Regions from separate parts of the Lactuca sativa genome. Here region 1 is linked to region 2. Evidence: chromatin contacts called from public Hi-C data. All regions are on one chromosome and are shown on one strand. The core of a region is the stretch at or near the end of the contact, and the rest is flanking DNA. Distances in the headings are between cores, read along the strand shown.

Region 1 (5,679 bases), core at 693-3,192, 200 kb before region 2:
ATAATTTGAGGACCATAGTTATTGCCCACGTCAGGAAACTGATTGTTGTAGGGTGTCGACGCAGCCATGGTAATCTGTGAAGGGTTCCACGAAGGTGCAGATTCAAGAACTTGATATTCACCCGAACCTGAATTATTATACGGATTAAGACGATTCAGACCAGAATTGTATTGATCGCTCCCATCACCCATGTAAGAAAACGTCGCTTGTGGCCCCGCCGCTACCATAGGCATCCCATTACTGGTCTGATCCGCCATGTACGACGGATACGCCACCGCTGGTGGGATCCACGGAGAAGGAGAGAATCCATGGTTCATGTCACTAGGTGGGACCCAAGAATTACAGTTGAATGGTGGCGGTGGGGTCGGTGGTGGTGGTGGTGGACGTCCCTGGTAATGCTGTAAAGGGTATTGGGTGGTGGTGGTGGCGGCGGCAGCGGCTAATTCACCGGCACCGCCGCTGTTTTTTCTTTGAAGCTGGTGTTGTTGCACCCATTCAAGAATTAATTTGAGGAGTTGTTTTTTGCCTTCTTTTGACGATCCTAATCTTTTTGAAGCACATTCAACTGTCGATTTCTTGAGTTTAATATTTCTCATATCTTCTGCTGATATGAATTCTTTGTTGGATTTCAACCAGTCAAAGAACATCACCCCTAGTTCATCCAACCGTCCTCCGCCACCTTCACGGCCACCGTCTTTAATCCCACTATCTTGTACCACCTCACTTCCATTGCTATATCCACGAGCCGTCACACATTCCTGCTGTAAATCCGGTGGGTTTTGTTCGAAAATTGACGATGGATCCCAGATTTCGTTGCCATCAATCAAATCCATGTACCCAAAATTCTCCATCACATCCATGCAATCTATCGTACCACTTCCATCCGCCTTTTCCAGAACAGGAACCGCTTCAACCGCCGCCGTCGACGTAACGGGACCCGGTTCCTCCCGATGACTTCGTTTTTTCCTGTTAATCCTAAGCTCCTCCAACTGATCCTCTCCTTCAGCCTCCTCCTCCGTGATATACTCAGACTTCAACACCGCCCAAGACGCCGCAGACGAGGTAGACGAGGACGCCGACGATGTAGTAGTGGCCGAAGAAATCGGCTTAGCAGGTGCAGGATTTGACGAAGAAGAGGAAGAAGAAGACATGCATGGAAAATCAGGAATCTTTGGAAACTGATCGTTATAAAACATTGAAGGATCATTCATTTCGTGAATCAGATTCTGTTGCTGTGCTCTTACATCAATCTCCCAGATCCCTCTCTGATCATCGGTACTCGTCATCACTGTAGTACCCACTGCATCAAAACCAGTACTTTTACGGCTTTCTTGCTCATCAACACCACAAACATCCATAACATCGACTTTTTCTAGTTTCGGATACACGGCCTTTCAAATTTCACTGGATCTTGATATTTTTAGAGAGAGAGAAGGTGGTAAAAGTATCATAAACTGTACTTGATGATACTACAGAAACAACATAAAACATCTGAGTTTTTAAGATTAATACTTAAATAAATTCCAACTTGCTATATCTATATAGAATATATATAATAAGATATTAATTTACCCACACATACATCGTTATCATACACATTTGATAGCCGAATTAACAATCATAACCAAACCCCAGAAAAAACCCAGAATCTATCACCAAATAGGATTTGGATTTGCATAAACTAAAAGAGGGGAAGAACTGAACCACTGGAAGGACAGAGGTCGACGGAAAAAATGGAGAACCCAGCGGAGATCGATTAGATGAAGCAAAATTGTTGGTATGTGAGAAAATATTTGAAATTTCTATGTTCTATGAAAGTGGGTGGAAGATAAGTTCAAAAATCCTTTGCATCTTTGTTTGGTTCTTCTCTTTGGAGAGAGAGAGGGGGAGAGAGAGGGAGAGAGAAAACCAGACAGAAAACCAGGGGCTGGTTTAGGTTATAGTTTTTCTCCACTACTTATGCACCCCGGATTGTACGCTAGAAGCCATGCGTATGCTCCTGAATGGTGGTTAGTAAGCGGTGGCTCAGTCTTTTTTTCTTTTTGTTGACGGTAAGCAGCTCAATTCTCTCTCTGCAACTTATTACACAATATGTATGCATGTTATCAGCATCCATGGCCATCCACATGATCCCAAATATATTCATCCATTTTTAACTTTGTTTTTGTTGTAAGTGCTCTCATAAATCCCAAATAAATTAACCAATGCATTTTGGATCTTTGTCAGCAGACTATCCATGCTTTCGTTAATTAAGCTCAATAACTAGTCGGAAGGTATTTGGGATTTATTTTCATTTTAATCAAAATAACTTATTGATTTATATGAGTGAAAAAACAAGTTTTTAAAAAGTATTTGGATTAGTCTTTATAATGGCAAAATTAAATAAGTCAAAAAATTGTTTTTTTCAAAAAATGATTAAGTAGCTTATACATGTAAAATGACTAAAAATAAATAGAAAAGTTAAACCTAATAGGGAAATCGTCATAAAAACCCTTAAGTTTTCCAAAAAGTGTCAGTTTTACCCTTTGATGAGTTTTGGGGGTAATAAAGTCGGATATTTTTGCTAAATGTTTCAAATATCTCATTTAAGAGGTTGCACCCTTAGTAGTCGGTTACCGTGTGTTGATTTGGCACTTAATTGAGGAGATGGCACGGATGTTACGTCCGTTTATGTGGAGCAGTGTACCTAACACCTTACCTCAACCTTTTGCACGTAAATGTACACTTCCTCAGAATCCTTCAGAAAATCGACATCATTCATCGCAAATTTAGGGCTTTTTGAAGAAGATTAGGTTATTAGGAGAAGAAGATTAGGTTATTAGAGAGTCGATTTCATAGGGTATGTGTAATTTCTTTGAAGATTGTGTTATTATAGTTCTTTGTTCTTCAGAGGTTAACGAATAACGATAATGTGCGTTTTTTCAGGTTGTTTTGATAGATTGGGTTTCAGAGGACGAAGGCAACACATACCCATTTTTTGTTTACGCGGCCTTTCTCTGGTCTTAATGAGATGGATTTTGAGCTTCATGACATCTACATGGATCATGAACCAGACAAAGAGTTCATTACTCCACTGGATAAGTGTAAGGATGCATTTCTTAATGTGTTACTAACTGATGAAAATATTAGAAACTCTAGTTTGAATAATGATGTAAGAGCACAAGTGTATCATGGTGATGACTTGCAAAGTGATGAAGATGAAGAAGAGCAAGAACAGGTGAAAAACAAGTACATAATACATGATCCAAAAACAAGACGGGACAAAATGGAACCAAAACTTGGTGACATTTTTATAATGTTACACAGCTGAAGTTTTGTATCCAAAATTACGCAGTCCACAATGGGTATAAGCTCTACTTTGAGAAGTGTGACTGTAACAGAATACTTGTAAGATATGGGAAAAGAAATGTGGATAATGGTTGCCCTTTTAGACTATATGCCTCATGGATATTCAATGAAAGATCTATTCAAATCAAGACTTTAGAAGCTACACATGTTTGTGGTAGGAAGTTCAAACTGTTGGATTAGTGTCTAAGTCCATAACTATTTTGGTATGTACTTGACCCGATTATGAGCATGGTCCTTTTGGGTTGTCTTCACCATAGTAATATGTAAGATGAATTAAGGAGAGAAAGGCTTAATTATGATTTATTAATATATTATGATAATAATATATTAAAGGAGAAATCATATTGTTTAATTAATATTAGTCAAGAATTAATTAAGAATTTATTTTGTGGCTAAAAGAGATTAATTAAACTTAAGGGACTTATTGTGTAATTATAAGATAATTACATAGATGGGCTAATGGACTCCATAGAAGTTGGAGTGGACGAATTCTATGGAGAAACCTCTTAGAAATCATCCAAGGATTCTAAAGAGGGAGTTCATGGGCTGCTTAGGGCTTAAGCAGCCGGATTAGGGTTTACTAGCTATAAATCCTAATAGCCAGCATATATAAGGAACCCTCATGGCCCCAAAAACATGGTGAATACTTCTTTTAGGGTTTCCAGCCGTTTTTGGTGCCTCCTCTCTCCTCCCTCTTCATCCAAGGTGCTTAGTGGTGTTTGTGACTCCATTAGAGGTGCAACACTTGAGACACTAAGCTTTCCGAAGCCAATGATTGATTGTTATTGCTATATAACAATCAAAGGTAAGATCTAAACCCTAATTTCAGTTATAGTTTATTAGATCTAGGGTTTATGGCTTTAGATTATCAATTGCATGTTCATTAGACAAACTAGATCCAAAGCTATTAGGGTTTGCATGTACACCATATGATTGATGTAGTGCTCAAAACCCATCAGTGGTATCAGAGCCTAGGGCTGTTTGTTAGTGAATTTGATGCTTATTTGATCGAGTTTTGGCTGAAAATCTAAATTTTTGAGGTTGTTCGACTTGACTCGTCGAGTCGATAGTGAACTCGACGAGTCCAAGCCTGACTCGACGAGTCGGAGGGTCACATGGAGCAGATGTCGGGATTTTGACATGTTTTGGTTGTGGATAATTACCTAAAACGTTTATTAATAAAATCCGAATTTTATCAATATTTGGAGATTATCCTTGCCAAAATAGAGGATAATTGTCAAAATTTAGATAATCTTTTGTTTTATTAGATAAAGATTGATTATTTGTAATTTAGATTTGAATTATCTTGTGAAAAAAGTTCATTTTTCCCCTTTAGGTTTTATAGTTTAAATTTGAACTTAAAAGTTTTGTTTTTTGAAATTTAAATAGTTAAACCCTAATGTTTTGAAAAGTTTCAAAACTTGCCCTCAAGTTTTGGAATTTAAAATTTTTTATTAATAGTTTAATTATGTAATATTTAAATTCTAAAACCCTAGTATTTTGAAAAGTTCAAATTACACCCACATGGTTTTGTTAAGTTAATTAAAAGTTTAATTAAAAAGAGAAAGTTAATAAAACCATCTAGTATTTTAAAAGTGTAAAACACACCCTATACTATATATATGTAACATTAAAAGTCTAATATTATATATATATATATATATATATATATATATATATATATATATATATATATATATATATATATGAGTAAAGTGTCAGTCTTACCGTTAGTTGGCCTCATTCATGAAGCTGGTCTATAAGGGATGTTTAAGGAAATTGCCTATAAAATGGCGATTGAATGGGTATGCACTCTTACCCACCGCACTCTTGACCAGTGGAGGGTCGTTAGCCGAACGAGTAGGATAGGACATAAACCTCCCATTATAAATATAATGAAGTACAAAGTAACTACATGCTTTTACAAATTCCCAAATCATAGTTACTTTAGACAAAATGTGAAATTGAATGTTAATCCATGGAATTACACTTCGTTCCGTTGTCAAGCGTTAGTGAAGCGTGTGTGGTTAACCGGCACACTAATTTGGGATTGACATTGGTGGCGAAGGGTGGCTCGGTGTTTATGGTAGACCAATGGAGCGTGCGTGGCTAACCGGCACATTGATTAGGTGATAGTAGCATTGGGTGCACCACGTGATTCGCACGGTTATTCACACCTTGTTTGTGATCCTCGGCATCCCAGTCGCAAACATGAAGGGCATAATCGAGATTAAACATGCCATTGAAAAGTTCAACGAATCTCAAAAGATCTAGGAGTTTCAATACATTTTAAACCTAATTCTTTTTCTCTTTTCATGGTGGAAATTGGTA
Region 2 (5,325 bases), core at 2,066-4,565:
AAACAATCCATGATTTCTATCTATTTACATGTTCATACATCCGTATCTCATGCTTTTAATGATGCGTTAAATACTTTCAACAAATGATTTGGCCTTCGAAGTGGATCCATATTCAAGCCCAAGTCTAGCATCTGAGACCTTCCAAGGAGCTACATAAAAGCTTCCATTAGGTGAAGATATGTGAATTTGTTAACAAATAACCAAATTTAGGTCACTGGTAAAAATTTCAACTTGTTTATAGAAATACAAAAACTTATAAAAAATAATACCAATAAATGGAGCACCCGTGGAATCATTATAAAATTTATAATTTTTGTCATTTTCATGAAGGTAGCAAGATAAGGGCATGATAAATCTTTAAAATTGTCATTATCCGAACCACAAAATGGTTATGTGAAGTGTATATCATTAATAAATTTCACCAATAATAGTGATTCTTTGATTTCAACAGATAAACTAAAAAACCTAAAATATAACTGAAATTATAACCTGAAATTAACTGTTGCTTGTAGATTTTTAGCCCTAATTATAGTCTAACTAAAAATTATTTAGAACAAAATCAAAACTTGAATAGAATATGGGTGTGCTTATTGTGTTATCCGATGTCTTCCAAACATAAGTAAGCCTCAAGCAAAGCCAAAGGTAAGGTCTGAAAATATTCCACCATTTGTAAATTAAGGAAATAAATATTAATAAAGCTTTCAAACCTTCAATTGAGATGTTCATCTACAAAAACGTTTTTATACTGTTTTGCAAATTGCACCCAAACATTAGTTGAATTTTACTTACATGGTCCTAGTTAAGAAGATCGATTAGCTTTCTGACAAGACCTCAAATGAAATTAACGTAAAATCTGAGTCACCAACCTTAATCAGTAACGATTCCTCATTGTCACTTCTTCAATCGAACCTAGCCTATAACAATTTGTCGTTTCTTCAATCGAACCTGGTTACTTCACCATATCTCTTGTTTCTCCAAAGAGTGCCAATCTTAGCATATTTCATTCTAGACCGACATATTGTCTTCCTTTAATGGTGACGCTGATTTGTTTGAAGGCGATGAAACACCATCGGAGGTTTGGGAGGGGTTCAAACCCGACGAGAGAAATACAAAGAATATTTATGAGAAGAGAAAAGGTGGATTGATGCTTTTGTGGGGTGCGGTGGAGAAAGTCGTGCGCACTTCGACGAATTTGAAGCATGTGTGGAATGGATCGTCTATGGTAGTTATTGATGTTTTTGTGGACTCATCTGGAATAAAGGAGTAATAGATGAGGCACTAGAGGAATAAGCGAAAGGTTCGAGAAGTAAGAAGGAATGAATAAGTCAGACGAACACAGAAAGACAACACGTGCCCAAACTCCACTTTCAAAAAAAATAAATCGGCCAAAACAGCAAATCGGCCAAACTCCACTTTCAAAAAAGTAAATCGGCCAAAACAGCAAAAACTATAATTACAAGGACCAAAAGTGATAACATTTTAAAAAAGATGTGGCAAATACCTAAAACCCCTAAAATGTATTGTACTTAAGGACATCCTCTCTCTCTTAATTATATATGTAATGATATTCTTTGAACACATAAAAAGATAGTTCAATGGTTAAATAATATATACAAAAGTAAAGAAAATGAGTAAACGAAAAAGACGTTTGTTATCTTTATAAATTATTATCCCTTAATAATATACAAACTGTTATTATAAATCAGAATTTAGAGCAATCTTTTAGTATATATACATATAAAAAAGAAGAAGTAAAATACATAGACAAACACCATCGAGGGGTGGCTAAGTTCAACCTCATACCTCCTCGTAAGCTTCATTGTAGTTATTATATATAAATTTAAAATATTAAACAAAGTGCACCAAAAATAACAATATTTGATGCAATCTTAATTATTTGGTGTTGATGGTGCGTTTTGCAGCTTCGATATGATCTTTGACAACATCAGCAGACGCCTCGGCTTTTCCAACCACTGTATCTTGCACTTTCTGGGCGGCGTCCTTAGTGGCGCTCCAAGCTTCTTGTGCTGATTGCTTTGCTTTCTCGGTAATGTTCTCTGTCGCTCCGGCGGCAGCTTTCGATTGGTTCGCCACCTTGTAACAAAATCATGTCAATTTTTTAATATTAAAAATAAAAGGGCCGACTATATATACTCCCGACGTTTCAAAATAATAGTCTATTTTTGATTTTTGAAGTCGTTTTATTCAACTTTGACCTTAAATATTTTTATTTGTGTTATATATATTATTTAATAAAACTTATAACCATTGAACTATTAATTTAGGACGGAGGATATATATATATATATATATATATATATATATATATATATATATATATATATATATATATATATATATATATATATATATATATATATATATATATATACTCCCTACGTTCCAAAATAATAGTCCACTTTTGATTTTTAAAGTCGTTCTTATTCAACTTTGACCTTAAATATTTTTATTTGTGTTATATATTATTTGATAAAACTTATAAACATTGAACTATTAATTTGGTACGGAGATAATATATATATATATATATATATATATATATATATATATATATATATATATATATATATATATATATATATATATATATATATATATATATATATATATATATATATATATATATATATATATATATATATGAAAGGAATAATTTAGGGTGTATTTGGGTTATCATAAAAGTGATTTTTATGAAAAATATTTATTAGTTTATGGTTTTTAGGAAAAACAGTTTTTATAAAATATTTGGATTCAAAAAACTGTTTTTTAGTTTGTTTGTTTTTTAAAAAACTAATAAGCTAATAAGTTATTTTCAAAAGCTATCCCAAACAGGTATTTAATATTTAAAAGTTTGAGTGAGAAAATGAATTGAAATGCTTACATAGCCTGCGTGAGAAGCTGTTTTCTCTTTAATTTGGCTCCCAGCGTTTTTCAGCTCGTCGATAGCACGCTTGGCTGTATCCGACGGCGAGGGTGACGACACAAATCGCACCTATTAATTGATTACAAGTTTTATATATTTGATCTGATTCATATATTTCCCAAATATAATAAAAGAAATCAATCGAAGCAAAATGTATGTTGAGTTTTGAAATGTTGAGAATAAAGATAAAGATTAAAAGGACCTGGGGGTGGGTAATTAGTGTAGGGTTGGAGCCAAAAACTCTCGAACCCAATGCGGTGCGAACCATAACGCGGGTGGTCTGGACCATTGTTGCTGTGACTCCAGCCATTTTTCACCTTATTATCTCTTTTCAGTTAATGGATTTTTAAATTTTTCCAAATTGAGCTCTATATTTTTTTTTTCTTTTTGCATATATGGAAAGAAACTCAAGAGATGAAAAAGCAAACTGTCGCTCCTTTTGTGGTTAAAATTAAAATACAATAACGAAAAAAGAGTAAAACCGTCAATTGTTAGACTTGTTCTTCGTTTCTAAGAGAATTGTGGATAAACAACCAAAATTTATTGTATGGTATATAATTAGACTTATTTATTTATTTATTAATATAAGTGATTTTATTCTCAATTTTCCAAAGTATATAATTCACAATTTTGAAATTGGGTACACGTAAAACGAAAAATTATCATATAAGCTTGTTACCTAGTTTTTTTTTTTTTTTTTTTTTTTTTTTTTTTTTTTTTAATGAAACGGCAAACTAACTAATCTACTCCTAAATAACCACATATATCTCCACTGAGACTTGAACCCCTGACATCTCATATGAGATGGTCACTCCATACCACTAGGCCATTGGCCCATTGGTACTTGTTACCTAGTTAACTAACAGGTATTATGATGTGTGGTTAGAAAATAATTATCTTACTTGAACTTTTAATAATATAAACCAATGTTCACAATTTTTCATCATTTATAAAAAATTGATGTACTGTTTGATAGCTTTTTAATTTTTTAATTAAAAAAATTTTAATTTTTCAGATTCAAAGTCATTTGATAATTTTTTAATTTTTATATCTTAATTGTTCAGCACTCTTTTAATTTTTAAAATGGCTTGTATCTAAATAAAAAAAAAAAAAGTAACATATACTGAAAAGACTCAAATTCTTTCAGCAAACTTGTTTCCCTCCTCTCTTTCTATTTCACACGATTGCCTCTCTTTTTCCTTACCCTGCTATCTCCGTCCACTTAAAAATTCAGACCAATCATGTCAAACAACCCTAAATCATATTGACGATGGTAATCAAATGATATACAATTTTACTCATATATCATTGTTTTCTTTATATGTTCATTAAACTGTATTTTACCATTTAAAGGAAACTATCTTACAAAGATTATGGTTCAAAAACAAATTTTAAAATTTGTGTTATCTTATTCGGTAGATGACGAAGGGATGACGAAAACATACAGCGGCATGCCTTTGGGCTTTGGTCCAAGCCCAAATTCCGGTTACAAGTTTTAATCAAGACCAAGCCTAATAGCTATTACATGATCATAACTTTGGGCTTAGATTAAACAACCCTTAAGGAATTATTTTATTCGATATTATTATTTTGTTTGATTAATCCCAAAATGTTTGAAATTGTTCATCTATAATATTATTTGAAAATTTCTACCGATAGATAAAAGTTATTAAACTTAATCCCCGTTGATGTAATATTTTAAATAAATCAAAGCATGGCTATATAAGTTCATTTAGAGGTGGGTATCGGGCATGTTAACAGAAATGCGTTTGGTACCGGGTAAGAAAATAAGGAGTAATAGTTTGTTGAAAATTTTTGAGTTGTTTACGAAATATTTTTATGCAAACAAATTAATTACGTAAAAGAAAATACAGTTTAAATCAATTTATGTAACAAGGACCCAAGTGGAACATACTTAACAACAAACCATATAACATACTTAACAACAAACCATATGGTATTTAGAATTTTACTTTAACTGCAATAGAGATCTCCATAATCTAATAAATGAATATGTTTATTTTTTATTGACAAATATGATATTATTAGAACTTTTCATTAATATTATATGTTACATATCATGTCACTTGTCAACTTATTAATTATCAATTTTAAATTTCAAATTTCTCACTCTAATTACATTAAATTAATAATTGATTCTCCATTTTAAAGTTTTAAATTTTTAACTTTTTCATTTTAATTAAATTAAACTAATAACATTATATTAAAATATAAAATAAAACTAATACAAATTATAAGGTGATATTACTTCCCGTATTTATTTAAATCAACGATTATAATTTTATATAACTAAAAAAATATCTCTTAAATAATAATTTATTTAAAATAATTGATTAATAATTTTGATTTTTTAATATGAA

The links. A called contact is a pair of places that touch in the nucleus more often than the background predicts.
Region 1: a Hi-C map of leaf shows a contact between it and region 2, with 4 times the contacts expected there. The contact joins the promoter of LOC111880236 here to the promoter of LOC122195851 in region 2. A contact is called at or near these places in 4 of 4 Hi-C or Micro-C datasets (bud, leaf and seed).

What each region holds. Positions count from the first base shown.
Region 1 is chr9:14,113,183-14,118,861 of Lsat_Salinas_v11, reverse strand. LOC111880236 (B3 domain-containing transcription factor ABI3) reads right to left here and starts at 1,942. Exons shown (of 6, transcript XM_052767839.1): 1 at 1-1,942. The coding sequence starts at 1,358.
Region 2 is chr9:13,916,557-13,921,881 of Lsat_Salinas_v11, reverse strand. It overlaps LOC122195851, which reads right to left and starts at 3,315. Exons shown (of 3, transcript XM_042898081.2): 1 at 3,147-3,315; 2 at 2,903-3,013; 3 at 1,805-2,094. The coding sequence starts at 3,254. The coding sequence ends at 1,894.